Linked DNA regions of Mus musculus: region 2 is linked to region 1. A link is a contact called in public Hi-C data. All regions are on one chromosome and are shown on one strand. The core of a region is the stretch at or near the end of the contact, and the rest is flanking DNA. Distances in the headings are between cores, read along the strand shown. Region 1 overlaps Nsmce2 (NSE2/MMS21 homolog, SMC5-SMC6 complex SUMO ligase). Region 2 has its middle 25 kb from the start of Trib1.

The links. A called contact is a pair of places that touch in the nucleus more often than the background predicts.
Region 2: a contact with region 1 is called in a Hi-C map of liver, with 1.8 times the contacts expected there. The contact joins two enhancer-like sites. A contact is called at or near these places in 1 of 15 datasets of contacts at CTCF or cohesin (the NIH/3T3 cell line), 2 of 484 Hi-C or Micro-C datasets (liver and muscle stem cells) and 3 of 115 datasets of contacts at active chromatin or transcription factors (pancreatic cancer cells and regulatory T cells).

What each region holds. Positions count from the first base shown.
Region 1 is chr15:59,477,353-59,485,173 of GRCm38.p6, reverse strand. The region is part of intron 4 of Nsmce2 (NSE2/MMS21 homolog, SMC5-SMC6 complex SUMO ligase); the gene reads right to left. Among named protein-coding and RNA genes, the nearest start is that of Nsmce2, 110 kb to the right of the region's middle. Within about 2 kb of position 4,418, at least 228 of the 459 cell types and tissues checked have an H3K27ac peak or open chromatin away from gene starts, as enhancers often do. A contact at or near this core is called in liver, where this site is marked.
Region 2 is chr15:59,669,277-59,677,097 of GRCm38.p6, reverse strand. It overlaps the pseudogene Gm20150. Among named protein-coding and RNA genes, the nearest start is that of Trib1, 25 kb to the right of the region's middle. Within about 2 kb of position 2,682, at least 65 of the 459 cell types and tissues checked have an H3K27ac peak or open chromatin away from gene starts, as enhancers often do. A contact at or near this core is called in liver, where this site is marked.

The DNA of each region.
Region 1 (7,821 bases), core at 3,169-5,668:
AGGAAGACTCTCAATAGCTGGTCAGTGGTGCTCACTACCAGAGTGGCTGGGATGGAGGTGAGAGGCTCAGGACGGAAAGAAGTTCTTAGAGAACTTAAAATAATGAAACAGTGGACAGAAGACCATTGCTGTTCATGGAAGCAAACCTTTCTTTTGGCTAATTTGCTTCCTGAAACTGGCCTCTGAGCCTCTTCAAGTGACAAAGCCCAATGTGTAATAAAGCCTGACTTCAGGTTTGGAGGAAAAAATGTAAGAATATCAAATTCTCAGACTCACCACAGGATCAACAGATACAGCCTGCTAAAGACATGCTGCCTGTGAGGTGAACCACACTACCTCTCTGGATGGAGCTACTCTGTTTTACTTCCCTTTAATCCCAGCACCAGGGAGGGAGAGGCAGGCAGAACTCTGTGAGTTCAAGACCAGCCTGGTCTACATACATTGTGAATTCCAGGACAGCCAGGAATCATGTAGAGAGACCCTGTCTGTAAGTAATTAAGTAAGTTAGTAGAATGAAAAATAAAATAAAATTGTAAAAGGGAGGCTGAGGGCATAGCTCAGTGGAGAACACTTACAATGCATGGGTAAAGCCCTGGGTTCACTTCTTAGTACCAGGAAACAACAGTGGAATAATTCCTAACTGTGAAACAAATAAAACCCTGTCATTTGCACAATGTGGGTAGATCTTTAGTAGGCTGAATGAAACAAGGACACAGAAAGACAAATACCACCTTATGACTCACTTATGAAAACCAGGAATTCAATCTTGTATGATGGTACAGTGATCACTAGAGTTACAGAAGGAAAAGAGAGACTTACAAGGGAAACTAAGAAAAAAGGGGGCTAGAGGAAGGCTAGACAGTAGAAGGGACTGGGTATAAGAAAGGTAAATGGCTATGCCCTTTGCCTGGAAGAAGAACAAGAAAACTCATTAAGCTGAACAATAGTATATGTTAAAAAGTACTTTTAAAGTAATTTCAATATTAAAAATAATTACTTTTTATAATGGGGTTGGGGTGGTAGTCAGTAAGGGCTGGGGTAGGAGTGACGTCTGTGTGTCCCTAGTCATAGCATTTTAGCATTAACTATGTAAACATGGGCCAGCAGAGATGGCTCAATGGTAAAGAGCGTTAGCTGTTCTTCCAGAGGACCCACGTTTGATTTCTTGAACCTACATGGCAGCTCACAACCATCTGTATCTCCAGTTTCAAAGACTCCAGCTCTTCTGGAGAAGCTCTCCTCTGAACTTTGTGTATATCAGACACTCCAGTAGTACACAAACACATGTAGGCCAAACACCAGTAACACATAGAAAAAAATGGTGCAAATACACTTCACCAATTGAATCATTTATAATGAAGGTTTTTACCTTCAATAACAAATAGACAAAAGACTCAAACCAGTGTTTCTCATAAGATACAGGAATGAGCAAGAAATATATGAAAATACCACGACAGAAATGCAAATGCAAATCACAAGAGGATATCACCTTGCTCCACTTAAAGGAGTCATTATCAAAGGGAAAAAGTAGCCAGTATTCGTGAGCATGTGGGGCAAAGGATACTCTTGCACACTGTTCATAGGAGTGAGAACTTGTACAGTCATTACAGAAGCTAGTATGGAGCTTCCTAAAAATAAAACAGGCCCAAAGGTAGAACTACCATATATGATCCAGCAATCTCACCTCTGTGTATAAAAATCAAGGTCAGCTGTTCTCCCAGGTCCAATACAACACTATCTGCATAGCCAGCATATCTTCCAATAGATGTGCGCTCTCTCTATCTCTCTGTGTCACACACACACACACACACACACACACACACACACACACACACACACGGAGAGGGAGAGGGAGAGGGAGAGGGGGAGAGAGGGGGAGGGGGAGGGGGAGGGGGAGGGGGAGGGAGAGGGAGAGAGAGAGAGAGAGAGAGAGAGAGAGAGAGAGAGAGAGAGAGAGAGAGAGAAAGGTCTGTCATTTGCAGCAACATGGATGAGCCTGGAGGACATTTAAATCAGTACTGAAAGATAAAGAGAGCAGATTCACTTCTGTGTAAGATCTAAAAAAGCTGACTTCAAGGTAGTCAAGACTACAATTTACCAAAAGTGTGTGCATTGTCCAAGAGTGATGGCAGAATGGGATAAGGACGCATAATCCAAGTTTATAAGTAGATTTTGGATGTTTTCACCATTAGAAAGTAGATGAAGTGCTAAGCATGTCAATTAGATTGACTTAGTCATCCCACATTGTAGAATCTAAAATCCTATCCAAAAAGTTACTATATGCCTGCATATTTTTTTTTGAAAATTAGAAACATTTGAAAATAGTTACTAGAACAAAATTATGACATGGTTGTCACCGGCCCTTTAAAACATAGATAATTTAATAATTTGCTTGACTGCCTCTAAGTTAATGCACCGACTTTTAAAAAATATCCTAATTTCTGGCATAGTAAGGTTCAATAAATGGCTACTACACAAATGAACAGAAGCAGAAAAATGAAACTGCACTGACCAAATAAATTTAACAGTTACCCAGTCTGTAAAACCCAGATTTAATGAGTATACAAGTTCTTTCTTATAGGGATCTTGCCTGAACTCTTACACCTAAGACCTTTTCTACACCACACACACACACACACACACACACACACACACACACACACACACACACACACACACGCGGTGGGTACTTGGGGGCAGAGGGACAGGGGTGTGTCTGATCTGCAGTAACAGAGTACTATCGGGTTATGCTGAGACTCAGCTAGGCTAATAACCTTTTAGTTTACAATCTGAAAGGGCTGATTTACCTAAACCCTGTAGTACTTACTTTAAGGACATGCCAAAAATTCACCTGCCTCCAAAACACAGCTATCAGCAGAATATGCACAACCGTGGGCCAGGAGAATGCTATGGTAAAAACCCATTCTCCCTTCTCTAGCTCCAAGGCATGGATCCTTTTGAGACAAAACACCTCAGGGATATTCCCAGCAGCCACAAGGCCGGAGTCAGAAAGCTGTAAGGGATCTCTGACTGCAGAATAAGGAACTGTGTGTTGTATCCAAGACTCAGCAGCAGCTCCATCACCAAGCATTAGCTCTTACACAGTCCTCACGCATCTCCTGGAACTCACAGAGATCCCCAATCTTTACTGGGAAGACATCTGAGTAAAGAGATTTCAAGCCTCTGAAAGGGTTTGGGTGTGGTTGAAATGGGTAACTTTGAAAACTTAGCAACACAGGATACACTATGAGTAAGTTCTTTAAAAAAAAAAAAAAAACCAAAGCTAACTCACCAGATCCTTCTGAAAGGGTTCTTTTATTAATTTCAGTGAAGTCAAGCAGAGAACAAGTTGTAATATGAAACACAATTTATGCAACTATGTTGAAATTCTCTACCAGAGTTGCATCTTCTAATGTACAATTTTATGGTAAAATAATTTCAAAATACTATCAAAAATTAGGCTAGGCTCCTTTTGGTTTTAAGACTATCATAGGAAAACCATTTTTTATATAAGTCATTGAAGTTCTAAGACAAAATGATAGTGTCTTTAAATTAGAAAAAAAAAATTGGAAGAGCTGAAACTAAACCTCAATTGAAATTACACTGTTGGGCAACTCCAAAAGCTAAACAAAAACATGTTAAAATAGAAATTGCAACATCAAGGGAAAACCATTCTCATATAGCGTTCTAGACTCAGCCCTAGCTGATCATGGATGAGGCGAGTTGCTCTGTCCTAGGTTTTCCCACAGTCAGCCAACAGGCTACTCACGATTTAGCAGCCACTTGGGTTGACTCAGGGAAAGGCATGTGAGGGAGGCCTTTAAAGAGCCAACAGAGATCCCCTGGGTGGGTCTGGTCTGCCTTTCAAAACCCATGAACTTCCCATTATATAATCTCAAATAAGAAAAGTATTTCCTAAGTTAACCGCCTAGCTGAGTGTACAGCAGGCTGCAGTACCGCCTGCCTCCCTCCCTCCCTCCCCTGGTAAGAAAGAAAAGGAAAGAGCTTTGTGAATGGCACAATCACCTTGTCTGGTAAGGACAGAAGATTAATGAATCCTGCTTAATAGTACTACTAGACTTTTTAACAAAACTTCCAGAAGCCCCAGTATCTAATCTAAAATTTCCATATTTTACTAATCTCCTATAAAATAAACTGTTAAAGAAACCACAGAATTCTGAGAAGCTTGCTTTTCCAGAAAGCCCAAGAAAAATACTTTAGTTTCGCCATTCTCAAATTCATTTGACTTAGAAACAAAGTAAACATATTACTCTATTTAATATCATTGCACAAGCAAATTCACAAGAATGAAATGTGTTCAGAGTTCCTAGAAAAAATGTAGCAATGCAGGCTGCCAACTTGTTCAATGTCAAGCACCAGGCAGCTCAGCACCAGCAGTGACTCAGAGTGAATCACGCTTAAGCTATTTTTGCTTTTAAAGTCCTGCCAGGAGCTGTGTTAATATTCAACCCAGAGTAAATTTAGCTCAACAAGAAAACAAGTGTTTCCATGGTTGCTTCTTCACGGTGTTTATGGTATATGCGCAGCCATTCGGCTTAGGAACCCAGCCAGATCATCCAAATTGAAATGCTCATCTCTCATTTACATCCAGGCATTGGAACACAGGAAATACCAAATGCAATTCAGACTGCTGTCTACCTGCCTTCCTGGATCCCAGACAGCAACATGGCAGGCAGGGCATCATTAAAGGCCCCTCTTCAAGTCTGTACCACTGAAGGAGCTCCAGAGACTGCTAGTCATAGGTTTTACTTGGTTTGTATTACAAATCAAAACTCCATTCTCTGGTTGTGGCGGTGTAACAGACTAAAGTGCCTAAAGGACTTAGCAAAGCAGTAGAAAATTAGAAGGACAGGTACGACATGGAATCTTTACACAGGATCACAGACAGTGACAGTCTGGTTATGTGGCTCAGGTTTTAAAATAAATTAGTTACAGGCAATGAGTAAGTAAGATCTGATTGTCTTTATGTTAGAAGAAAAAAATTCCACATAACATAAAATTTATCATCTTGATGCCCTTATTGTTTTTGCAACAGAAAGAAAAGTGTACTCCCTACACTAGACAGGGCAGCAGGCTGGCAGCAAGACAGGAGAGCCACCAGCAATCCATCTTAGCCTTCATTCATTAGTGCTACAGTTCCAATTCTAAGTGTCCCTCACAGGCCAATAATGCAAAAGCTTGCCTAGTGTGTGATGCTGCAGTGAGGTCTAATGTTTCTAATGTGGAATCTAGTGGAGGAAATCTAGCCCCAAATCTGTCATCTGGGGGCTAGGAGAGTACCCTTAAAGGGGATCTGAGCCCATTCCCATCTATCTCTTTGCCCCCTGGCTGCCATAAGGTAAATTCGCCTCCTTCTATGTGTTTCAGTCATAGTATACTGTGTTACCATTTGGCCCAAAGCAATAGATTGTTGAGGGAAATATTATAAAATGAACACGCCAATTCTCAGCCAGGCCAGGCTATGCTCCTGCCTGCCGCTACCAACTCTCTAGGGCTAACCCCCATGTCAGGTGATCTCACTTGCTCAGTCTCTTGGCAGTCAACTCTTCGCCCCACAGGGCCACAGGGTTCCCACTGGGCCATCTCTAAGATGTCCCCCACAAGTTCCTCACACTTCCATGCAACACCCCACACACCCTATGAAAAGCCATCTCAACACCTAATTATCCAGTAGAAACATCACTCTTAAAGCTTAATTATCCAAGTAGATTTATATAACAATAAGATCACAATTTACAAGATGCCAATACAATAATTTCAGAGCCAATTGATAATGATAAAAGTTTTACCCCAATTATTCTAACCTTGTGAAAATCTTAGCTACTAGTTGCTGTTTAAAACCACATGGGATCGGGATCTTCTTCCTGACTATCTGCCTCCATGTTGGCTTCTCCTCCTCCTCCTTCGACCTCTGTCTTCTGCGACCTCTCTGTCTCCCCAACTCCTAGCTCCGCCTCCCTTTTCCTGTCCAATCACAGGCCCCCCACTGTCCTAATGTGATTGGACAGGGAAAATCCTGCAACAATAGAAAGTGTCAAGTGACCATGGACTGAGGCCTCTGAAACCAAGAACTAAAATAAACTTATCAAAGGTTGATTGTCTCCGATACTGGGTTATTAAATCAGAAAGCTGACACAATTGGTATTAAATACATTCACATTATTATAAAAACATTTCTCTAGGACTTTTCATCTTGTAAAAATAAAAATCTACCAAATGTTCTTTAAAAACCCCTATTTTCAGAATATACTATTTCGATTCCCAACACACATAGGACTTTTGTGCTTGGGTAGCAAATGAATTGGGAAGATGGAGGAACAGATACTAGAGCAATTCCTTAACTAAATCTACTCATCCCTGGAATTCCTAGGACCATCTCTAGATTTCACTCAGGAAAAATAATGTTAACTTTCCCAGCAGAGGTATTTAAAGTACGTTGCATACACCTTAGAATATACACAAAACCATATGACTACTTTTTATAATTAACTTTTATCTAGGAAAGAAAAAAGGTTTCATTACCAATGTAAATGCTGAAATTACTTACAGCATATATACAGACAAACCAACAAAATGCAATTAATATGCAGTGAACAATGAAAAAAGCATGGAGACCCCTGCTCTAAAGGCCAAAATTCCCAAGACGCAGGACGAGTGTTCCTTATCTTCCTTCCTAGTGCAGTGCTCTACTATAAAGACAACGAAGTGGGCAAGAGCTGGTCAGCACACCCAAGAGGAGAGAGAAACTGCAACCATGTAGAACAAGTGTGTAGAACAGCCAAAGGGTCTGGCACGGCTGTGATGACAGGACTGGACACAGCAACAGTCACACAAGCAGCCTCACTGGAGAGTCATGTTCCAAGGAAAATATTCATCTTTAGACAAGCAGGATGTCAGTTATTCATGGTAGTTCAGTATTTGGAAGAAGCTTTGCAAGGGTAAGCAGGATCTTTTGAAACCCATGACTCAAAGGAACAACCATCTAAAGTACTTAGGTGACAGAAACGGTAGAAACTCCTAAAACTCACTTGAGTGGATTCTTTAATTCCTATGTAGTTATCTAGGTTAGGCCTTGGCAATAGCACAGGTGCTTAAAAAAACATGTGGATGAAAAGGAATATACCACACTTTAAGCCTGCAAAACATTTTACTTGAAACTCATTCTTTCTAAATGTGTAGTTACCTGTAGTAACTGTGTATGTAACTTTCAAAATCTCAAGGCCCTGAGGACTAGCAGTAATTTATAATAACTTTCTGACTCACTTGACCACTGGGCTGACTAACTCAACTCTACCTGGAAGTTTTGGGTTAGAGGGATATAAAATAGATATCTATTATATATATATATACTTAAAGCTAAGCAGAGGAGTATATGAGAGAAAGAGAAACAGGTCGAGTGAGTTTTAAAGAGAGTGGAAACATTCTTTATGATGCTATACATAATGCAGTTGTCAAAGCTATCTTACTCAACAATTCTAGTCTGGACACATACACAGAAGAATTGAAGGATGAACTCAGACAGATATAGCCCAATAGTCACGAGTGAATGATTCACATGATAATTGAAAAGTAGAAACTCAAAGATGCACCAGATGAATGCTTGAAAAAATGTGATGCAAACTGAAAAACTACCTGGCCTTATTAATGCACGAACTTGTGATATAGGTGGTGGACAAAACATTCAAGCCAGTGTGGAGCATGCCCTTGTATACACACACAGACAGTCAAATGCATCCAGGCAGGAAGTAGTTCATGGAAGCCAATGAGGAGGAGGAGGTGAAGAATTACTATTTAACCCGT
Region 2 (7,821 bases), core at 1,433-3,932, 190 kb before region 1:
CTTCTTCTTCTTCTTCTTCTTCTTCTTCTTCTTCTTCTTCTTCTTCTTCTTCTTCTTCTTCTTCTTCTTCTTCTTCTTCTTCTTCTCCGAGACAGGTTCTTTGTATAGCCCTGGCTGTCCTGGAACTCACTCTGTAGACCAGGCTGGCCTCAAACTCAGAAATCTGCCTGCCTCTGACTCCCAGGTGCTGGGATCAAAGGCGTGTGCCACCACCACCCACCTTTTATTTTTATTTTCTGTAACCTTCCCTGCAGCTGTAAGCTTCCAGCTGGAGATCTGAAACTTGTTGCAAAGCATTGTCCTGTCCACTCCTAGAGTTCAGCTCCCCATAAGAAGGAAGTCAGGAATTTAACTATTAGGCTTGGTACATTGTACCGTAGGCTCTGGTTAAGCTGGGCTTAGTCCTCTGCCAGCTGGATGCAGACAGAGCAAATCGTCCTCTATCCAACAGGCTGAACCTGGAAGGGAAACATCACTCTTTGTCCCCAGCATTTGACGGTACCTGGGAAGATGGCTCTTGTTAAATGCTGCTTTACTGTCCCCTCACAGGTAGGGACTGCCCTGTTTATTTTATTAGCACCTCCTGCTCAGTTGTGTTTGACAGACATGCTACCCGTAGCACTAATGAGAAACCTGTCCTCCACTGGGCTGCAAAATCCCAGCCATATACCTTTCTCTCTAAGCTTGTGACATGGGTCTCTCCTTCCCAAACCCAGTTCTATTCAGATGAAATTCCTGGCTCTCCCAGAATGCATTGGGAACTTAATAAGCACGTAAGGAAGGAGAGAGAGAAAGGCTGGGGGTCCCAGGTGGGCAGATTCTTGATTTGCTCTCTTCTGATCCTAAGATTTCCTGGAGAAGATGGGGTGGCCTCGGGAAGGGGAAGTCTGGGGTGGGCTCCATACACACTGCGTCCTGGCTATGTCTGCATTGTTCCCTTCAAGAACTACCAGCATCTAGAAACTGTAGAGTTTTTTAGTTTGAGGGTGGAGAGTGTTGGCATTCCTTCTAGGCTCCACCCCACAGTTACTTGGCAACAGCCAGGTATACATGACTCATTATAAAAGGGGTTGCTTGCCCCCGTCTCTCTTTCTTGACCTTACCCTCTTTCCCTCTCTGTCCCTTCTCTCCCCATTCTTCTCCCCTCTTGCCCCCATGTGTTCATGGCTGGTCCCTCCTCCTCCTCCTCCTCCTCCTCCTCTTCCTCCTCCTCCTCCTCCTCTTCCTCCTCCTCCTCCTCCTCTTCCTCTTCCTCCTCCTCCTCTTCCTCCTCCTCCTCCTCCTTCTCTCTCTCTCTCTCTCTCTCTCTCTCTCTCTCTCTCTCTCTCTCTCTCTGCCTTTCCCTCCCTATGCCCTAAATGAGTTCTATTCTATATTATACCATGGTGTGTGTGGCTGGTACCTCCATACCAAACATATCCCTTATTCTCCTTTTCTTTTTTATAAAACACAACAGAGAGTCAAGATGAGGCCCGAAAATGTCTGTGATTCCGTTTTGTGTTTGGGGACTGAGCCCTCTTACCCCTTATCAGGAAGATGAGTTTGCAAGAACGCAATGTCAACTGCAAGACAAGTTCACCTAAGCCAAAGAGTGAATTTATATCTGCAAAGTAAGCATGTCTCTTCGCCACTCTGCCTTGGCTTCTCAAAATCCATAACCCTCATCTAATCACAAGGAAGGCACTGATGAGTCTTTTTAAGGAATAAATAAAGAGCAATTAGCCAGAATCCAGCCTGGTGACACAGGCCTGACATCCCTGCTATAACTTTTGAGAGATTATCAGGCGCTTGCACAGACACGGCGCTACACTTGCTATGTCACCAGCTGTCCCCAAAAGTATAACATCGCAATCTAACTCCAATTGTCCTTTGGAAGCCTGGGTATGCTATTGCCTCTATTATTTACTAGCTGTGTAAATGAAAAATAACAGCAATATCTGTTGCCTGGGTCTGCCGGATGGACTATATGAGCCAATGCTAGTAAAGAGCATCAGGACTGGGGCACATAACTATCACTAGGTTTCCTGTTCATATCAAGCCCACATGGAAACTTCTGCTGATGCTCATCCCATTCTACACGGTCCAGCTCTTCAGTCCTTGGGTTTTCAGGGTGCTCACCTTTGCCCTTTGAACCCTCACAATTGCCACCCAGGCTCCCTGGAGATCCACTTAGTAGTACTGATGATCTCAACCTCACCATCCCCTCTACTCTGCCTTCATTATACGGGGTTATGTTAGATGCCGCCATACCTCATTACCTTCTGCTTCTCCATGGCTCGCAGCAGAACCTTTGTGCATGGCCTGACAACAGGGTTGCTTATTGCTCACAGGCTCTTGAGTTCACATCCTGGCTCCGATACTTACTAGCTGTGCAACTACGAGTAAGTCGCTCAGCCTCTCTGAATCCCAGTTCTATATGGAGAGACTTGCTGTGAGAATAAATCCAAGGGTGTTTTGGAAACTGGGGTTGGGGGCAAGAGCAGGCATAGTGGTCCAGCACAAAGGAAGTTATGAGCAAAAGTTCCCACAGTTGGAGGTCAGCACACTTAGATGGCAGCAGTCACTCACCTAAGTGTAAAAAATAACTAGTGATGGAAATTTGAGCCATAACAGCACAGCTCCACCCCTCGGTCAGAGCAGTTAGAATCAACATTGAACTGGCCCTCCTTGCAGGGAGGAGACCTTGAAGAGGGAGGAGAATTGGAAATGATTGACAGGGCCACAGCCCTCACCTGCTTCTTAAAGTGGGATGGATTTTGCAGCTCGTGGGGGTGCCGGGCTTCCCTCCCAGAGGCTATGGAGGCTCACATCACGCTGAGCCCGGACAAAAGCTGCTGCAGCGTTGAAGGGAGCTCAAATGCGCTAGCGTGGGTGAGGCAGTCCCCACCGGCTATATACCTGGCTCAGCGCCGGCTGGGTTCCCTGCAAGCAGCTCTCATTACCAAACTCTTTCTCAATCTGCTCTTTGCGCAAGCCCAGGACAGATCCCTGCAAACACCCCAGGAGCCCAGCCCGCCTGCTACCCAGGCCAGTGACTTAATCACCCACCAGTCTACCCTTGCAGCTGGAAGGGCGCCTGGAGATGCAGCTTGAAGCCCTAAGACTGGTGCTTTTTCCCCCCATCACTCACATCAAGTATATCCACCACAGGAGCAGTGGGCAGAATCTTCCAGCCTTGCTTTGTCTTAGGAATTTCTACTGCTGAGATAAAACACTATGAGCCTTTGTATACTGGAGGGGTACTGATTTGTGTGTTAATTTTTGTACGCTGCTACTTCACCAAAAGTGTTTATAAGCTGTAGAAGTTTCCTGGTGAATTTTTTAGGATCACTTATATATACATGTGTGTGTGTGTGTGTGTGTGTGTGTGTGTGTGTGTGTGTGTGTGTTTGTACATACTCCCCCCAAAAAAAGAAAAAAAAAGATAATTTGAACCCTTCCTTTCCAATTTGCATCCCCTTGATCTTCAGTTGTCCTGTTGCTCTAAGACTGCAAGTACTTTATTGAATAGGTACAGAGAGAATAGACAAGATTGCTCCTGGTTTTAGTGGAACTGCTTTGAGTTTCTCTCCATTTAAATTGATGCTGGCTATGGGTTTGCTCTAAATTGCCTTTACTATGTTGCCTTGTCTCTTGTATCCCTTGTCCCTCCGGGACATTTATCATGAAGGGGTGTTGGATTTTGTCAAAGGCCTTTTCTGCATCTAATGAGATGACCATGTGGTTTTGGTCTCTCAGTCTCTTTGTATGGTGGATTGCATTTATTGATTTATGTGTGTTGAAACATCCCTGCATCTCTGGGATGAACCCAACTTAATCATGGTGGATGATCTTTTTGATGTGTTCTTGGATTTGATTTGCAAGTATTTTATTGAGAAACATCAATGTTCTCACAGGGGAAATTTGTCCATAATTCTCTTCTTTGTTGGGTCTTCATGTGATTTGGGTGTCAGGGTAATTGTGGCTTCATAAAATGAATTTGGCGATGTTCCTTCTGTTTCTATTTTGTGGAATAATTTGAGGAGTATTGGCATTAACTCTTTGAATGTCTGGAAGGGTTCTATATTAGAACCATCTAACCCTGGGCTTATTGTTGTTGTTGTTGTTGTTGTTGTTGTGAAACTTTTAATTACTGCTTGTATTTCACTAGAGATAAGAAGTAGTAACACTTCTTCCAATAAGGTCACCCCTACTTCAACAAGGCCACACCTACTTCAACAAGGCCACACCTACTTCAACAAGGCCACACCTACTTCAACAAGGCCATACCTACTTCAACAAGGCCACACCTACTCCAAAAAGGCCACACTTCCTAATCTTTCTCAAATAGTGCCACTTTCTGATGATGAAGTATTCCAATATATGAGCCTACGTGGGCGTTTATATTCAACCACCACAATGAGTTTTTAAAATATGTCCTTATGATCCTCCAGACGTCTGTACCTTGTATCCAAGCATATTGTCGGTGTTGGAGACAGATCCACAAGGGGCTTACAAAGGGCAGACTGAGAAAGACATCAGGGAGACAATACCTTTCTCAATAGCCTCAAATAATATAAAACATCTTGGGGTATGATAAAATAAACTTTAAAAAAAACTTTAAGACACTGAAGAAAGAAATTGAAGAAGATATCAGACGATGATGGAAAGATCTCCCATGCTCATGGATCAGTAGGATTGATATAGTAAAAAATGGGCGTCTTCCCAAAAGCAATCTACAGATCCAAAGCAATTCCCATCAAAATTCTAACATAAGACCTTCATAGATCTTGAAAGGACAATTTCCAGCTTACTAAGGAAACACACACACACACATGCTAGCTAAAGTAACCCTGAATAATAAAAGAAATGCAGGAGGAATTGCCATTCCTTACTTCAAATTGTAAGAGCTATAGGGATAAAAACAGCATGGGTATTACCACAAAAACAGAAATTTTGATTAATAGAACTGATTTGAAACCTCAGGCTCTTCTCCATCTTTCCCCCCAGCAGGCCGACATCTATCACCATGAAGGTCGAGCTGTTCAGCTGGTACAAGATCTACCTGGGACACGGGCGGCGCTACACCAGGACCGACGGGAAGGCTTTCCAGTTTCTTAATGCAAAATGTGAGTCTACATTCCTTTCCAAAAGGAATCCTCGGCATATAAACTGGACTGTCCTCTACAGAAGAAAACACAAGAAAGGGCAGTCGGAAGAAATTCAAACGAAAAGAACCCACCGTGCAATCAAATTCCAATGAGCCATTACTGGTGCATCTCTTGCTGATATAATGGCCAAGAGGAATCAGAAACCAGAGGTTAGGAAAGCCCTGTGAGAGCAGGCTATATGGGCTGCCAAGGAAGCAAAAAAGGTTAAGCAGGCATCAAAGAAGACAGCAATGGCTGCTGCCAAGGCCCCCACAGAGGCAGCACCTAGACAAAAGATTGTGAAGCCTGTGAAGGTCTCTGCTCCCAGAGTTGGTGGGAAATGTTAATGTGGTAGATCAGAGTTTGAAATAAAGATCTGTCTTTAACTCTAAAAAAAAAAAAAGAAAGAGAGAGAGAGAGAGAGGGAGGGAGGGAGGGAGGGAGGAAGGAAGGAAGGAAGGAAGGAAGGAAGGAAGGAAGGAAGGAAGGAAGGAAGGAAGGAAGGAAACAAACTCAGACACAAATCCAAACATCTATGGATACCTGAATTTTTTGTTTTTGTTTTTTTATGAAGAAGCTAGATAAACACACTAAGAAAAAAAAGACAGCATCTTTAACAAATCGTTTTGGTCAAACTGGATGGCTCCACTAGAAAAATCCAAATAGATCCATACTTATCACCCTGCACAGAACTCAACTCCAAATGGATCAAAGACCTCAACATAAAAACTGAACCTTATAGAAGAGAAAGTGGAGAACACCCTTGAATTCCTTGGTACAGGGGAAAAAGAAAAGAAAAAGAAAAAGAAAAAATCTTTCTGAACAGAACACCATTCACACAGGCACTAAGATTAACAATTAATAAATGGAACATCACGAAACTGAAAAGATTCTATACAGCAAAAGACACCATCATTTGGACAAAGTGGCAGCCTACAAAATGGGAAACTATTTTTACCAACTACACATCCAATAGAGGGCTTAAATCCAGTATAAAGAACTTTTAAAACTAGATATCAAGAAGACAACTAACCCAATTATAAACTGGGGTACTGATCTAAACAGAAAACTCTCAAGAGAGGAAACTCGAATGGCTGAGAACCACTTAAAGAAATGCTCAACATCTTTAGCCATCAAGGAAATGCAAATCAAAACAATGCTGAGATTTCACCTTACTCCTGTCAGCATAGCTCTGATCAATAAACCAAGCGACAGACCAAGCTGATGAGGAGTCAGAATAAAGGGAGCACTCATCCATTGTGAGTGGGAGTGAAAAGCGTGTACAGCCACCATGGAAATCAGTGTGGCAGTTCCTAAGGAAGATGAGAATCCATGGACATCAAGATCCATCTACACCACTCTTGGCCATACAGCCAAAGGCCACATCATCCTCCCACAGACCGTCTTCCTCAACCATGCTTCTCTATTCATGATAGCCAGAAATTGAAAAGAACCTAGATGCCCCTCAACAGAAGAATGAATAAAAAAGGGCTGGTGAGATGGCTCAGTGGGTAAGAGCACCCGACTGCTCTTCCAAAGGTCGGAAGTTCAAATCCCAGCAACCACATGGTGGCTCACAACCATCCCTAACAAGATCTGACTCCCTCTTCTGGAGTGTCTGAGGACAGCTACAGTGTACTTACATATAATAAATAAATAAATAAATAAATAAATAAATAAATAAATAAATCTAAAAAAAAAAAAAAGAATGAATAAAAAAAATTATACATTTACACAATGGAATATTACTCAGTCACTAAAAAAAATAATAATAATGAAATTTGCAAGTAAGTAGATAGAATCCAGAAAAACAAATATGGTATATATCCACTTATATGTGGATATGAGTTGTTAAGTCAATGATAACCAAGCTACATTCCTTAGAACCACAGAGGACAGATATGGTGTTCTATTATAATAAGTTCTGTGCCTTTAGTATGAGAAGATGCACTACCGAAAGAGAAATGCAAGCACCAACCTAGCCACAAACCCTTTCATCTGCAATAGTGTTCTGCCTGCAAGATCTGCTAAAGCAATGGTGACACAGAGCTTGTGGGAGTGGCCAACCAATGTCTGATCTGACTTGGGGCCCACTCCAGGAGACGGAACCCATACCCACAAAGAACCTGAGACTAGCTAGCCCAGGAACCTAGGCTAAAGTCAAATACTACTAGTGTTCCAAAAGGAGAAAGATACAGCAATAAAATGACTCCTAAAGACATGCTGCTTTACTCATACGCATTCCTTGCTCAGTCACCATCAGGGAAGCTTCCTCCTCCAGTCGATAGGAAAAACTACAGAGACCCACAGCCAGACATTGTGCAAAGGGTAAGAGACCTTGAAACACTCACCCTAAATAGGATGTCTCCACCAAATCTCTTTCCTCAGGAATCAGGGAACCTTGCAGAAGAAGAGGCAGAAAGAGTGTAAGAGCTAAAGGGGATGGAGGATACCAAGAGAACAAGGCTAAGACAATGTGGTCAGCATGGATATGAGATCGCAGAGACTGAGGCAGCATGCACAGGGGCTGCAGGGCAGCGTGGGTCTGCATCAAGTCCTTTGCATATATATTATGGCTTCTAGTTTAGTGGTCGGTTTTTGTTGTTGTTGGGTTTTGGTTTGGTTTGGTTTGGTTTGGTTTGGTTTGGTTTGGTTTGGTTTGGTTTGGTTTTTTGAGACAGGGTTTTTCTGT